4 separate regions of the Mus musculus genome follow, and all the other regions are linked to region 3. A link is a contact called in public Hi-C and HiChIP or PLAC-seq data. All regions are on one chromosome and are shown on one strand. The core of a region is the stretch at or near the end of the contact, and the rest is flanking DNA. Distances in the headings are between cores, read along the strand shown. Region 1 overlaps Calml4 (calmodulin-like 4). Region 2 overlaps Pias1 (protein inhibitor of activated STAT 1). Region 3 overlaps Gm35658 (a long non-coding RNA gene). Region 4 overlaps Pias1 (protein inhibitor of activated STAT 1).

What was found. Hi-C and Micro-C count contacts between places; a contact is called where the count stands out from the background. HiChIP or PLAC-seq counts read pairs in DNA pulled down with a chosen protein or histone mark.
Region 1: a Hi-C map of bone marrow-derived macrophages shows a contact between it and region 3, with 28 read pairs. The contact joins two enhancer-like sites. A contact is called at or near these places in 10 of 39 promoter capture datasets (3T3-L1-derived adipocytes, the C10 cell line, HPC-7-derived erythroid cells and 7 more), 1 of 484 Hi-C or Micro-C datasets (bone marrow-derived macrophages), 7 of 115 datasets of contacts at active chromatin or transcription factors (bone marrow-derived macrophages, cardiomyocytes, craniofacial prominence and 4 more) and 4 of 9 other capture datasets (adipose tissue, embryonic stem cells, liver and 1 more).
Region 2: a contact with region 3 is called in an H3K4me3 HiChIP or PLAC-seq map of forebrain, with 3 times the contacts expected there. The contact joins two enhancer-like sites. A contact is called at or near these places in 13 of 39 promoter capture datasets (the 3T3-L1 cell line, 3T3-L1-derived adipocytes, the C10 cell line and 7 more), 34 of 484 Hi-C or Micro-C datasets (the AML12 cell line, B cells, the C3H10T1/2 cell line and 22 more), 23 of 115 datasets of contacts at active chromatin or transcription factors (bone marrow-derived dendritic cells, bone marrow-derived macrophages, craniofacial prominence and 16 more) and 4 of 9 other capture datasets (adipose tissue, embryonic stem cells, liver and 1 more).
Region 4: a Hi-C map of liver shows a contact between it and region 3, with 2.1 times the contacts expected there. The contact joins two enhancer-like sites. A contact is called at or near these places in 8 of 484 Hi-C or Micro-C datasets (bone marrow-derived macrophages, brain, cortical neurons and 4 more), 9 of 115 datasets of contacts at active chromatin or transcription factors (bone marrow-derived macrophages, embryonic basal ganglia, embryonic limb bud and 5 more) and 3 of 9 other capture datasets (adipose tissue, liver and pancreatic islet).

What each region holds. Positions count from the first base shown.
Region 1 is chr9:62,874,886-62,878,425 of GRCm38.p6, reverse strand. It overlaps Calml4 (calmodulin-like 4), which reads right to left. Exons shown (of 5, transcript NM_138304.2): 5 at 2,508-2,949. The coding sequence ends at 2,852. It also overlaps a transcript of Pias1 not described here. Among named protein-coding and RNA genes, the nearest start is that of Calml4, 19 kb to the right of the region's middle. Within about 2 kb of position 2,010, at least 26 of the 459 cell types and tissues checked have an H3K27ac peak or open chromatin away from gene starts, as enhancers often do. A contact at or near this core is called in bone marrow-derived macrophages, where this site is marked.
Region 2 is chr9:62,966,225-62,969,380 of GRCm38.p6, reverse strand. All of the region lies in intron 1 of Pias1 (protein inhibitor of activated STAT 1), which reads left to right. Among named protein-coding and RNA genes, the nearest start is that of Gm35574, 13 kb to the left of the region's middle. Within about 2 kb of position 1,325, at least 14 of the 459 cell types and tissues checked have an H3K27ac peak or open chromatin away from gene starts, as enhancers often do. A contact at or near this core is called in forebrain and liver, where this site is marked.
Region 3 is chr9:63,107,686-63,110,984 of GRCm38.p6, reverse strand. Gm35658 (a long non-coding RNA gene) reads right to left here. Exons shown (of 3, transcript XR_870837.2): 3 at 2,752-3,299. Among named protein-coding and RNA genes, the nearest start is that of Gm35658, 16 kb to the right of the region's middle. Within about 2 kb of position 1,649, at least 200 of the 459 cell types and tissues checked have an H3K27ac peak or open chromatin away from gene starts, as enhancers often do. A contact at or near this core is called in adipose tissue, bone marrow-derived macrophages, forebrain and 1 more, where this site is marked.
Region 4 is chr9:62,892,863-62,896,036 of GRCm38.p6, reverse strand. It overlaps Pias1 (protein inhibitor of activated STAT 1), which reads left to right. Exons shown (of 14, transcript NM_019663.3): 9 at 46-206; 10 at 2,778-2,908. Among named protein-coding and RNA genes, the nearest start is that of Calml4, 36 kb to the right of the region's middle. Within about 2 kb of position 1,351, at least 6 of the 459 cell types and tissues checked have an H3K27ac peak or open chromatin away from gene starts, as enhancers often do. A contact at or near this core is called in adipose tissue, bone marrow-derived macrophages and liver, where this site is marked.

The DNA of each region.
Region 1 (3,540 bases), core at 761-3,260, 230 kb after region 3:
TGAATGTTACCTGTTTCTGTAGAGCTCTTTAGATGTAATAAAAGAGAAGCCTTCAGTTAATCTGTGTTCTGTAAAATGCTACTCCTGGGCCCACAAAGGAACAGTCCCCATGAGAAGAGTACTGGTGCTGTGTGCTCCCGGGGCCCCGGTCACCCAGATATCCCAAAGCATGATAAGTAACTGCTATCTTCCTATCATGCTTTAAGACCTTACCTTATTGGTTTACAGCTCACCTTAAATTCTAAAGGTACTAGTTTATCTGCTGTGCAAATACCACTCTTTATGGTGAGCAACTAGGTACTAGGGAAACTTGTTGGAATTTGAGGAATGCATAAGAGGCAGCCAAACCATCCCTGATACAGCTTTGTAAGCCAGACTTGAGGAGTGTGAGCTCACCCTGTCACCCATGACTAGAGCAGTGGGCAGGGAAGAGCAACCCAGGTCATGCAGACCACCTGCTAGCCATGTGCTCCTTTCAAGCTGTACTGGAGATTCCACTTAGCCGAATAGGATTCATAAAATGTGCATTAAAACTACACTGGAGACTGGACATCATGGCTCTCGCCTTTAATCCCACCTTTGAGAGGCAGAGGCAGGTGGATATCTGAGATCAAGGCCAGTCTGGTCTGCAGAGCAAGTTCCAGAACAGCCAGGACTACACAGAGAAACCCTGTCTCAGAAAAAGCCAAGGAAAACAAAAACACAAAGCCTACACTGGAAGGCTGGAGGTGTTTGGCAGAACGATTGCCTGGCATGTGTGGAACATTGTCAGTCCCCAGTGTCAAGTAAAAGAGGCACAGTATACACCTGTCGTCTCAGCACCCGGGAGGTGGGGGCAGGGTCAGAAGCACAAGGGCATCGTCCACAAATTTGAGGTAAATTTGGGAATCATGAGATCCTGTCTTTAAAAAAAAAAAGTCACTGACAGACATCAGAACGGTAGGAAGTGCCTCTGGTGTAGGGCCCAGCCTCTTCCCACTCTGCCCCACACAGGGCATCAGCATGGAACATCTGTCAGATCTCGGATTCTAGAGTGGTGAGCAGATGTGATTCTAAAGCTGTGGCTAGAGTCAGAGGTGCTGGGGTCTGGAACCTTCCCACTCAACAGAAATACATAACCGACTCTCTGGAGTCTACGTCTAGTCTTCCCCAGGAGGACTTATCATGGGAATTAGGAAGTTTTGCTGTGTTTTGTCTGTACTTACTCTGGCTCCCTAAAACAGCCCAGAAATTCTACATTTTTATCTGTGTTTCCCAGGCAGACTCTTGCATTATATCTCATGTTAGCCTCAAACCAACATCCTCTTTGAAGGGATGTGCCAGTTATTTAGCTTTTTTGGGTTTGTTTTGTTTGTTGGTTGGTTTGGTTTTGTGTTTTTTGGGGTTTTTTGTTTTTTGTTTTTTTTTTTTCTTTTTGTATTGTTGGCTTGTTTATTTTTGGAGGTTTTTTGGTTTTTGTATTAAAGAAATTTGCCAGGTTGCTTATAATCAAGCTACTCAGGGGACACATAGTATCTACTCCCAGGAAAATGAGGCTCTCCCTTCAATTGTCTTCTGTTTGGTCTGAGCCATCCAGCATATGTGAGGTAGCTGAACCCAGGTTGCCGGTGTTTAGTTCCCTGGAGTGTTTCCACTCTTAGCCCTTAGTAAGATGTGTGTCTTGTCTGCTTCCCCAGAGACCCTTGTGTCTTGATATGTCTTTCTACTTTCGTATAAGGCACAAAGCCACAGGCAGTCCTGACACAAAGGAATGAAGGTCTTCATGTTTAGAGCTCTGCACCCTACGTCTGCTGGAGTGTTGCGTGGGTTTCCTGGCTATCCTGGCTAGGACACTGGTTCCCACTGTGGCCTTCAGGGCCTCTCAGATTCTGGCCATGACATGGTGCATCTCCTTATTCTGTTAGTCCCAAGAGAATGGCTGAAAGTCATGATCACCTCGGGTCACTTGAGCAGACCATCCTAGTTCCTGTAACCTAACAGTGGCCCCGGGCCCAGCTTCAGCAAACTGCCAGGAGCATCAGAAAGACGTGCTTAACTCCACGAGGCCTCCCACTTCCTTTGGTGTGGGATATCAACCAACCGTACACTCCTCTAATGTTTGTTTTGACTTTATACCTCTTTATGAAAAAGCTTCCTACACTTGGTCTGGCCAGGGAGATGGAAATGAAGATTTATCAGTGGGATTGTAGAACTATAAGAAATGAGAACAAGAAAATGAAACTCCAGAAAGGAAATGGGTGTGTCGTGTGTGTGTTCATGTGCTATATGCTTGTGCTGTGTCTGTGTACACTGTTTGTTGCTGTATGTGCTCTATGCTTGTTGCTCTATATGTGTGTGCAAGTGTGTGCATGCGTGTACACGCACTCTGTGCTTGTTGCCTGTTCCCAGCCAACCTCAGCTTTATCTTAGAAATGTTGAAGGTTGTTTTTGCACCCAAAGCAGACTGGTCTTCTGGGCAGACTGTTCTTTTAGAGAAACACTACCAGGGAAACACCAATTCCACATGCTTTGAAGTTGCCAACCATTTATTTTCAGTCACAATCTTCATCCTTATGAGGTCCAAAGGCTTTGAGAAGTACAATGGGTGAGGGGATGATGTTGCAGAGGCAGCACTGGCACACAACCCTGACTACAAATCATAGGGCTAGACTATGCTGCAAATGGCTAGACTAATGTTAGTACCGAAATCAAGACAGACCTTATTACAGTTATCCAATGCCATGGCTACATCATTTATTGGTACTTATGCCATGCAGTGGTTGTGTCATCTCTAGACTTCCCTTACAAAAAGGAATCAGTCTAGGTTTTCAGGCCCCGAAGGCTCTCATCTGCTCTCTTGATCTTGGCTCCCTTAGTAGTCTCGCACAGGAATGGTGATCCTCTGGATAAACGTGTCATATTTCACTTGGCCGTTTGGTTCAATGCCTGCTTCCTTGAAAAGATCATCCACTGCAATAAATCACATTACTGTTTCAATTTGGATCTGCTGATGTTAGGGGTCTCCAGAAGTCTTCCCTGAGAATCTGATAGACTGTTCCCCATGGACTGGGATACAAGCCAAAATGGGAGAATAATCTGCTTACAAGAACCCAGAACTTTTTCTTTCTGCAGGGCCTAGGATACGAGAACAGAGTACACTGGATCGGTCACTGAGGCTGCCTTGTACTTGATTTTAATTTTTTAAACATCTTTTGGAGGGGAGGCATGCATACCACACATGTGGAGGTCAGAGCACAGCTTGTGGGCATCAGCTCTCTCCTTCCACCATGTGGGTTCCAGAGATCAGCAGGCTTGGCAGACCTCTGTCTGTCTTTCAAGAAACCTTTAGCATGGATGTTGTACCTGTGCAGCCCACCCTTGTAACCTCCCAGTCACAGGGGCATCGTCCATGGCTCCAAACACAGCCACACTAATCTAGGCTCACACATGCACCTCTCCTCCACAAAAACCCACCTCTCCCCTTGCTGCCCCCCACCAATGGAATACTGAGTGGCAAGAGGTCGGTTACTCTACAATCTAGTCTACAAGAGGTCTGTTACT
Region 2 (3,156 bases), core at 76-2,575, 140 kb after region 3:
TTGTTTGGTATGCTGACAATTACAACATCAGTGATGAATAAAGCCATTGTGATTTTCAAGATCCCTGCTGTGGTGTGACTGAATTATACCAGTGGTATAGTCTCATCATCAGACTTTTGGAATTGAAATAGATATATGCTTTAAAAATAAAACAAACTGGACAGGTTATGTGTCTGGATAGTAGAGTGTTTGCCTAGTTTGCCTGAGGTCCTCAATATGATTCTCAACACACACACACACACACACACACACCCACACACACACACACTTTCTCTTCCTCTCTCTTTCTCTCTATTTCTTTTTCTCTCTCTCAAGTAAAAGTGCACACACATGGTGTGGGAACTCAGGAAGACTGCCTGGTTACATTTAATGCCCTTGATGAAGGAATAAAAGTTAGTGATTTGTCATTGAGTCCGTCTTAGCTTACCTTTTAGAGCGTGTTGTTTGAAGTGCTTCTCCTGGTAGCAGGCCTGATGATTAGCTCAGAAAAGAGCTTTGTGCAGTTGTTGAGCTGCAAACGAAACTAGCTGCCTTTCTAAGTAGAACACTATTTTTACTTGAAATAATTGCTTGGCAAAGTGTGGTTATACAGAACAGGGTGGGATTTGGCATACATTTTCCTGAAAATAAAGTAAGCCTGTCACTACAAGGAAAACAACTGACAGTATTCATTGCTAATGATAAAATTTAAGCTTTCAAGGGGAAATTGAATTTTGGAAAACTACTGCACTTGCCACTAAGAGTTTGACAGATTGCACACTTTACTCCTTTGATGCAATTGGTGTGATATGAGTAAGCGAGCTATGCTTTAGACAGTAGTGAGCTGCATCACTTTTTGAAGAAGTGTGGAACTTGGCAAATTCTCCATGTTTTGACATGAGATTTCATGTAGCCTAGGCAGGTTTTGGACTGTGGATGTAGCTCAGCGTGACCCTCCTGCCTCTTTCAAGTGCTAGGATTTTAGGTGTGGAACCACCATGCTCAGCTGAACTCAACTTTTTTTTTTTAAATAACCAGTGCATGGTTTTATAAAGTCATGTATGAGAAAAAAAGATCAATTGGAGTGGAGATTAGACCAATGAATTTTTGTTTGTTGAGATAGGATTTCATGTAGTCCTAACTGGTTTTAAATTTGTTTTTGTTGTTGTTTTGAGAAAGGGTCTCAGGGATCCCAGGCTAGCCTCAAGTTCTCTATGTACCTAAGATGACCTTGAACTTGTGATCTTTCTGTGTTCACTTTTAAAGTGTTAGGATTATAGACATGTACCACATTGTTTGTTTTTTGTAGTGCTAGAAATTGAACTCAGGGCTTCCCAGGGTTTCCTGCTAGATAAACACTCTACTAAATGGAACTATAGTCCAGGCACTGACCTTCGACCTCCTTTTCTCCTCTTTGCACTTACCAAATGCTGGTATTACAAATGTGTACCACCATGCTTTGAAATGACTTTTGGTTTTTTGAGACAGAGTTTCTTTATATAGTCCTGTCTAACAATGAACATTTGTTATTTATTAAAAGTCATTTTGAAAGTCAGGTGTGGTAGTGCACACCTTTAATCCCAGCACATGCCTTTTGAGTTTCTGTGCTGACTTCCCTCAGTGATGGACTGTTAACGTAGGATATACTACAATTAAATAAGAAACCCCTTCCTGGAGTTGCTTTTCGGTCATGGTGATTATCACAGCAATAGAAACTCTAATTAAGACAAAATCCAATGTTTTCTGTTTTGATTTGTAATACAGTAGATTTTTCTTTTTCTTTGTAGTCCTGGGGTTCAAACCCAGGGCCTCTTCTCTGATAGGCAAAGAGTTCTTCCATTGAGCTTCAGCTCCAATCCTAGTAACTTAGTTTTGATAGATTCAACACAAAGGGAAAGGGCTATCTTCCGTTTCCTTCCCTCCCTCCCTCCCTTCCTTCCTTTCTTCCTTCCTTCTTTTTTTTTTTTTTTTTTTTTTTGTATAAAATAGAGTTTATTCAGGGCATAGGGAGGGAAGTTAAGAGGGTAGTAGAGGCAGAGAAAGGCAGAGAGAGGGAGAGAGTAGAGAAGTAGAAGTCGGCCATGAACATGTGGAGAGAGGGGGAAGGGAATAGGGAAGGGAGGGAGGAAGGGAAGAGCCCAAGGGGGCAAGAGAGAAACAAGAGAACAAGAGAGGCAAGAGCCTCCATTTTCAAGATTATAAAAACTGTGATAATGTAAATATTTTTTGAAAAAATATGAAGAGTTATACTACAGGAATTTCTAGTTTCAAATGAGACTATCCCTTTTACTCCATTTCTGACATTTTTTTATAGTTTAAAAGACAAAAAACCGTTTGCTTATAGAAAAAGTATCCACTAACAAGTTAGCCAACCCATAGCTGTTAGTGATGTCCTGTATCTCTGCAGCCAGTGTGCTGGATGAATGTGCTGGAAGTGCTTTCGATCTTTAACGGTATGAGGAATATTTATTTTTTTGTTGTTTATTTTATTTGTTGGTTTTTTGAGGTTATGTCTCAACCCTGCATTGTCATGAATGAGAAGTGTATGGACAAATGAACAGTCTGTGAGATGTGCTCTAACCCAATTGTAGCTAATAATTTCCTCTCTAGCAGAGCTTAGCTCTTGCAAATATATCTGTGATTGATTTATAATTTACATGTTTTTTTCTATCTCTCCCTTTTGGGATGAAAGCCAAACAGCTATACAACTGGGTCCTTTTACATTTTTGTCTACACTTTTTTCCTCATTCTTTGACAACTTCGTATATGACAATGCATATAATACATTCAGGTCACCCTACCCCTGCCTACACTTCTTAGGGTTCTAGTCACGCCATCCTCTGTCTGCACTTACGATTCTGGTCATCCCAGCCCATCTGTATTTCTCAGGATGGAGTCTGGAAAACTGGCTTCTCCTTTCCTCCAGTGTCTTTGTAGGATTTTGAGACTGAAAGAAAATCAGATGAGGTGCATGTCTGTAACCCTATCACTTGAGTGGTTGAGGCAGAAGGATTGCTGTAAGTTTGAGGTCAACCTAAGTTCCATAGGGAGTCTAAGGCTAGCCTAGGAAAGACTGGAAAAGAAACACTGGTCTAGAAGTCCTTCTAATGAGATTTCACAATATTGTAGCCTCTTAAAGGTAAAAGACCTCTTAAGAGTTGTGCAATGGCTGGAGTG
Region 3 (3,299 bases), core at 400-2,899:
CTAGCCTGTACCATCAGCCACTGGAGGAGGCCACATTCTTAGGAAATACAATAAAAGGAAGCAGTCAGTCTGGGGGATGTAGCCAGGTGAAAAAGCATGCTTGCATGATTTAACATGCAAGATCCTGGCCTTACACACACACCCTTGCATGCACACACATACGCAGGAAGTATTAAGAGGTATTTTGAGAATGGTAGGTCTGAGATGGTGATAAGCACCATTCCTTAGTAAGAAGTATTAGTAACAATCCCTCCCTTAGAAAGGGCTGTGTGTACAGCACTGTCTCTCTCGGCTTCTCTTTACTTACTCATTTGGATTTCTTTTCTTCCTTTCTTTTCTTTTTCTTTTTTTTTTCCTTTTCTTCCTTTCTTTTTTTTTTTTTTTTTTTTTTTTTTTTTAGATCCTTTGAGTACCTCTGGTTGACCTGGAGATCACAGTGATTGGCATGCATTTATTTTCAAGTGCTGGGAGGCCTGCTTCATTTACTTTTGATTTTTATAAAAGTGCATATATTTTCCATTATGGTGGTGCATGCAGCTCTTGGGATGCATAATCAGGCAGACCTCCGAGTTTCAGGCCACCCTGCCCTACATAGCAAGTCCTAGGACAGCCAGTCTATACCGTGAGACTTTCTCAAAAGTAAATATAGAAAGAAAGGAAGGGAGGAAGGGAGGAAGGAAGGGAGGAAGGAGACTGTTAACGTGTGTGGAGGTCTGCGGACATGCAAGGATCACTTCTCTCCTCCCATCATGGGTTCCTGGGATGGAACTCAGGTCCTAAGGTTTATACCTGCTAAGCGTCCACATACAAACTTTTCATATTTTTGAGACAAATTCTCACTTTATAATTCAGGCTGGTTTTAGACTTAACTGTATAGCCCAGGCTAGACTCCAACATGCATTCCCCCTGCCTCAGCATCCTGAATGCTGAGATTACAGGCATGCACCACCACACCCAGCCTGAAATGACTGAATAAGTATATTTATCTGAATTTGAAGGGCCTCCAGGAACCAGCAGTAGGAAGGCAGTATTTGCATTTTAAGAGCTGGAAAGCCTCCAGCTGACTGCTTGCGTTTATGTCTGGATGGCCCGGCCACTTGGGAACTGTGCCATTCCACAAGTGACTTACCTGTTCTTAGCTTCTCTGCCTTCATCTTTAAAGTGAAAATAATAGTACACATTTTATTACTGGGAGGAGGCTGGGCCAGCCTTTCAGTGACCAGAGCATCTGTGATGTTCAAAGGGTGTGGGCAGCCAGGGAGAATTATCCAACTAATAGTATAATTACCTTATTACGTTAACAGTATCACTTCAAAGGGATATTGGGAGGAAGGTACACGCAGAGGAACACGGCAGAGGCCGGTAGTGCGTGCTGTCAACATTATTCAGGTCCCTATTTTGCAAATGAGGAAATCAAACCCCTGATGCAGAACATGAAGCTAGTGGGTGGCAGGGCTGGCCCTGAAGTCCAGGCGGGTCCAGTATCCTCCAGCTGCCCAGCTGGGATGCAGACAACCCCCGCCCCCGCCAGAAGGCACCCTGGGAACGGAAAGCTGGCCGCCCTCCAAGTCCTAGGGCGCCCTGGAGCTGAGTCCTGCTGCCCCTCCCCCACTCGGGAACAAAGTGCACTTCTGCAGTTGGGGGAACATTCCAGCAAACCGAAAGCACTGCGGGGATGACCCAGCGGCTGCTTCCCGCAAAGGGGCGCGAGAACATCGTGGGCCCTAGACCGGCCTTCGGGGACCGCCCGCACCGGCCGGGGTGTGCACCCGCAGTTGCACGCAAGGAATCCTCTGTCGGGTTAGTGATGCTTGGCCAGGACAGGCGTCCCGCCAAGCAAGCGCACAGCTCGCTCCTGCTCTCCCTGCCGCCCCTAGCTCTTCCTGTTCTGGAAAATAAGGACAAGGAGAGCCTGCAGAGTGAGCTCCTGTGATCCCACAGTAGACCATAGCCTTTCGTTTTGGTTGTACGCCCCCCATCCCCATACTTTGCCCAGTATTTGCACGCATGGCCACATGGATTAACAATGGGGTCCCACCATTGTACAGTTGATATTTAACCCACTTTTCAGAGCAGTTTTAGGTTAACAGAAACTTGTAGGATACCCTTTCGGGCCTCTTTCCCAGCATCCCCAGCTCCTCTGGTTTGGCTTTTTGCTTTTCTAACCCTGGATCCACAGAATCTCTGCATTTCTATTCACTACTCGGTTGAAGGGCCGATCTGTACTGAAAAGTCATCAGCTTTTGGCAAAGGCAGCCGTCACTGCAGAATCCTGCTCCCCCTTCAGCCTGTGCTGGTTAATGTTAATTGTCAACTTGGTAAGCTCTGGAGTTACCCCAAGATGGGCCTCTGGCCATGCCTGTGGGGACTTATCTTGACTTTTTTTTTTTTTTTTTTGGTTTTTGAGACAGGGTTTCTCTGTGTAGCCCTGGCTGTCCTTGAACTCACTTTGTAGACCAGGCTGGCCTCGAACTCAGAAATCCTCCTGCCTCTGCCTCCCGAGTGCTGGGATTAAAGGCGTGTGCCACCACGCCCAGCTATCTTGACTTTTTTTTAATGGAGGTGGGAAGACTCACCCACTGTGGACAGAATCATTCCTGGCGCTAGGATCTTGGACCAAGTACATGGAGAGCCAGAGCTGGGCAGCAGATGAGTTGACTTCTCCACCTTGAACTGTGGCAAAAATGCACCCTTTCCCTCTCAAATTGCTTTCGTCAGGGAGAAAAATAAGACACAGCCCCAGAGCAGCACTGTAGTTTTCTGGTTTTGTCTGTTTTTATTTCTTTATGTTTTCATCTCTATGTTTTTGTTTATTCCACAGTGCCCTTTGTGAATTTTTCAGAATGGCTTCCTTCACTAAGTAGTATGTTCTTAAGTTTCTTTCATGTTTTTGTTTTTGTTTTTATAGCTGAGAGCTCATTTATTAAGTCTGCTTAATTATATCCCATGGTATTGTTGAACTGTTGAACTTCAGTTTACTAATTCACCTTTTGAATTGTCTACAACTGTTGAAAATTATGGTATCTTTGTTAATTTTGATTTTTTTTTTTTTTTACTAAATTTATGTGCTAATTTTTATGTCAAGCTGACACAGGCTAGAGTAATTTTGGTAGTGGGAACCTCAAAAGAGAGAATACCTCCACCAGGTTGACTAATAGACTCATTCTATGGCGCATTCTCTTGATTGATGGTTTATATGAGTGGACCCAGCCATTGTGGATGGTGGCACCTGCGGGCTGATGATCCTGGATGTGGTAAGAAAGTCGCAAGGGGCAAGCCAGTGATTAGTGGCCCTCCAT
Region 4 (3,174 bases), core at 102-2,601, 210 kb after region 3:
GTTTTCAGCAGCACATACTAACATTGAACTTTCCCTTCCTTAAAGCTTGGGAAAATGCGACTGACAATCCCCTGTCGGGCACTTACCTGCTCCCACCTTCAGTGTTTTGATGCAACTCTTTACATTCAAATGAATGAGAAAAAACCAACATGGGTTTGTCCTGTCTGTGATAAGAAGGCCCCATATGAACACCTTATTATTGACGGGTATGTATGTTTCTATCTCTTTTTGTTTTTCTGCTATTCAAGTTTGTTGCCATCAGGTTTGAGATAAAACCTAGAGGTAATTTTTTCAAAGGTGTTTGTTTATGGAATTTTCATTATTCTAGAAATCAGTGAGTAACTAAAAGTGAGTAACTAGTATTGTAAATATTTTTCATCTTTTAGGATTTTTAAAAAACATTTATTTGGGAAGGTACATTGTAAACATATAGCAGTTAGAAGACAGCATTGGAGAGTTGGTTCTTTTCTTCTACCATCTATATTTTGAGGATCAAACTTGGGCTGTTAGGCTTAGTGGCAGGAACCTTTCCACCATCTTGGTGTCTCTCCCATCTTTAAAACATTTTTTTAAAGATTGATTGATTGATTGATTTTGTATGAGTACACTGTAGCTGTTTTCAGACACACCAGAAGAGGGCATCAGATCCCATTACAGATGGTTATAAGCCACCATGCGGTTGCTGGGAATTGAACTCAGGACCTCTGGAAGAGCAGTCATTGCTCTTAACTGCTGAGCTATCTCTCCAGCCCTTTAAAATACTTTTTAACATTGGTTTTATTTATGGCTGTATATATTCTACTTGTTGTGAAAACACATGCTTTTTCCTCTTTTTTTTCAGCACCTTCTGTTTATTATTTTAAAGCAGTAATTCTAAGCAGACGATATACGTGTGTGTGTGTGTGTGTGTGTGTGTGTGTGTGTGTATTGAGTACATCTAAGACCTACAAAGTGCATGCATTAAGAGGATGCATGATCAAATTTTGAGATTCTAGCAATTGAAACTCATCCAATAAGTAAATAAATAAACAAACAAATAGCTTTTGGTCCTAAACAAATGGCTTAGCAGTTAAGAGCTATACTGCTTTTATAGGTCACCCAAGTTCAGTTCCCAGCTCCAGTGTATCTGATAACCTTTTCTGGTTTCCATGTGCACATACCCCCCCCCCCCCCACACACACACACACAAATAATTTAAGCAATTTGTAAATACTACAGGTTCTTTTCAAAGTTGGGCTTTTTAGAAGAAGCTTGGCTTCTGTCCTGTCCACCAAGCCCTGCCACTTCTGTCCACTGTCAGGGCTCCCAGCCAAGGACAACCAGCTGATAGCAGTTCCTGTTGTTCTGCAGCTTCTGTTTCTAGCCTTGCCTTTCCCCTTTTGTGTTTTCGGTCTCTGTCCTCACCATTGCACACAGTGAGCAGAGGTTCTCCTTCTTAGCCATCTGTCTGTTGGTCTTGACCTGTTGATATTTGCCTGAGTCTGCCATTCCCCTTAGGTTTCTGGTTGCCTTTTTGCCACTGAACAAGAAACAAGGAAATGCATTGTGAAAAGAGAAAAATGCCTCCCTAATATTTCTAGTATTCTTCAGCAAAATACTCAAACAAGACAGATTATTTATAGTATATGAGAAAACATAAGAGCCTTGAAGACAATAATACAAGAATTGAATGTATTTGTCAATAGACTTACAACCCAGAGCTTTAAAAATGTTGAGTCTTGGGAGAATATGAGGAAGTAGTGTTTCCTGTTAGATTTTTCAGAAATGAAATGATAACTAATTTATAAATTTAGACTAATAGTAATATTTTACCACCTCTGTATAGTATTTATCTTAGTTCTTCCTTTTCTTATAATACAGATCTCTCTCGCTCTTTCAAAAACAGAACAGGAAATAAAAGGCATTTTTAATAAAACTTCTAGTTTAGTTTTTACATAAATTTTGATTATATGCTACTAATAACTTTTAGTACCAGTATATTTTATTTGGATTTAACTGTTGGTTGAACATCTTTTAAAATTTTATTTGTTTTATGTATATGAGTACACTGTAGCTTACTTCAGACACACCAGAAGAGGACATCAGATCCCATTTCAGATGGTTGTGAGCCACCATGTGGTTGCTGGGAATTGAACCCAGGACCTTTGGAAAAACAGTGTTCTTAACCACTGAGCCATCTTTCTAGCACTGGTTAGACATTTTTATATATATCCCTTCAGTTTATCAGATAAGATCTTTTAGCAATTTGCAAATATAGAATATAAAGTATAAAGAAAAAATTGAATGTATATAAAATTACCATCTAGAGATCATTAGTGTGTGCTTTTATTCACACACAGAATCTTGTTTTGAGATATGTTATTCCTTAACCACCTCAGTTTTTGTGAACATTTTTCTGTATCCTTAAAACTCTTGGGGATGAGATAAGGTGCTTGCTGCCAAGCCCAACAGCCTGAGTTTAAGACTTAAAACCCATGGGTGGAAGTAGAGAACGAACTCATACAAGTTGTCTTTAGACCTCCACATATGCACTGTGGCACCTACCCACCCATATAGCACAAACTAAAGAAATATTTTTAAGTTGTCGTTTCTTTCCAGGTTCCATGGCATCTTTATGTAAACTGTTTCCCGTGTAGCGCATGTGTGAGGGTGAATGTAGTTTGTCTGCTCTACTTCCCTGTCTTCCATTTACCTCTCATAAAACACCTGTGATCTAAGTGTTCTGAATTATGGTTCTCATGTCTCTTCACTTAAAACATGTTCTATTGTCTGTCTAGGTTGTTTATGGAAATTCTAAAGTACTGCACAGACTGTGACGAGATACAGTTTAAGGAGGATGGCTCGTGGGCTCCAATGAGGTCAAAGAAGGAGGTTCAAGAAGTCACTGCCTCCTACAATGGAGTTGATGGTGAGTGGCTTCCCTTGGCCTGGGTGGTTGCTTGCTGTTGTGCTACACCATGGTTTTTAATATAGAAATGCAGACTGTTGAAATTACTGAGCAGTGCAAATAGCTCAGTAATTCTTAGGTTATTGATTAAATGTCCACAAATAGCAGGATTCCTTTTAAATCAACTTTTTGCAAGCCTTAAGATGTTTATGGTACTAGATTTTCTTTTTTTCTTCTTTTTTTGTTTTCCTTTAGTTTTGTTTTGTTTTAGACTTTGGAGTCTCATA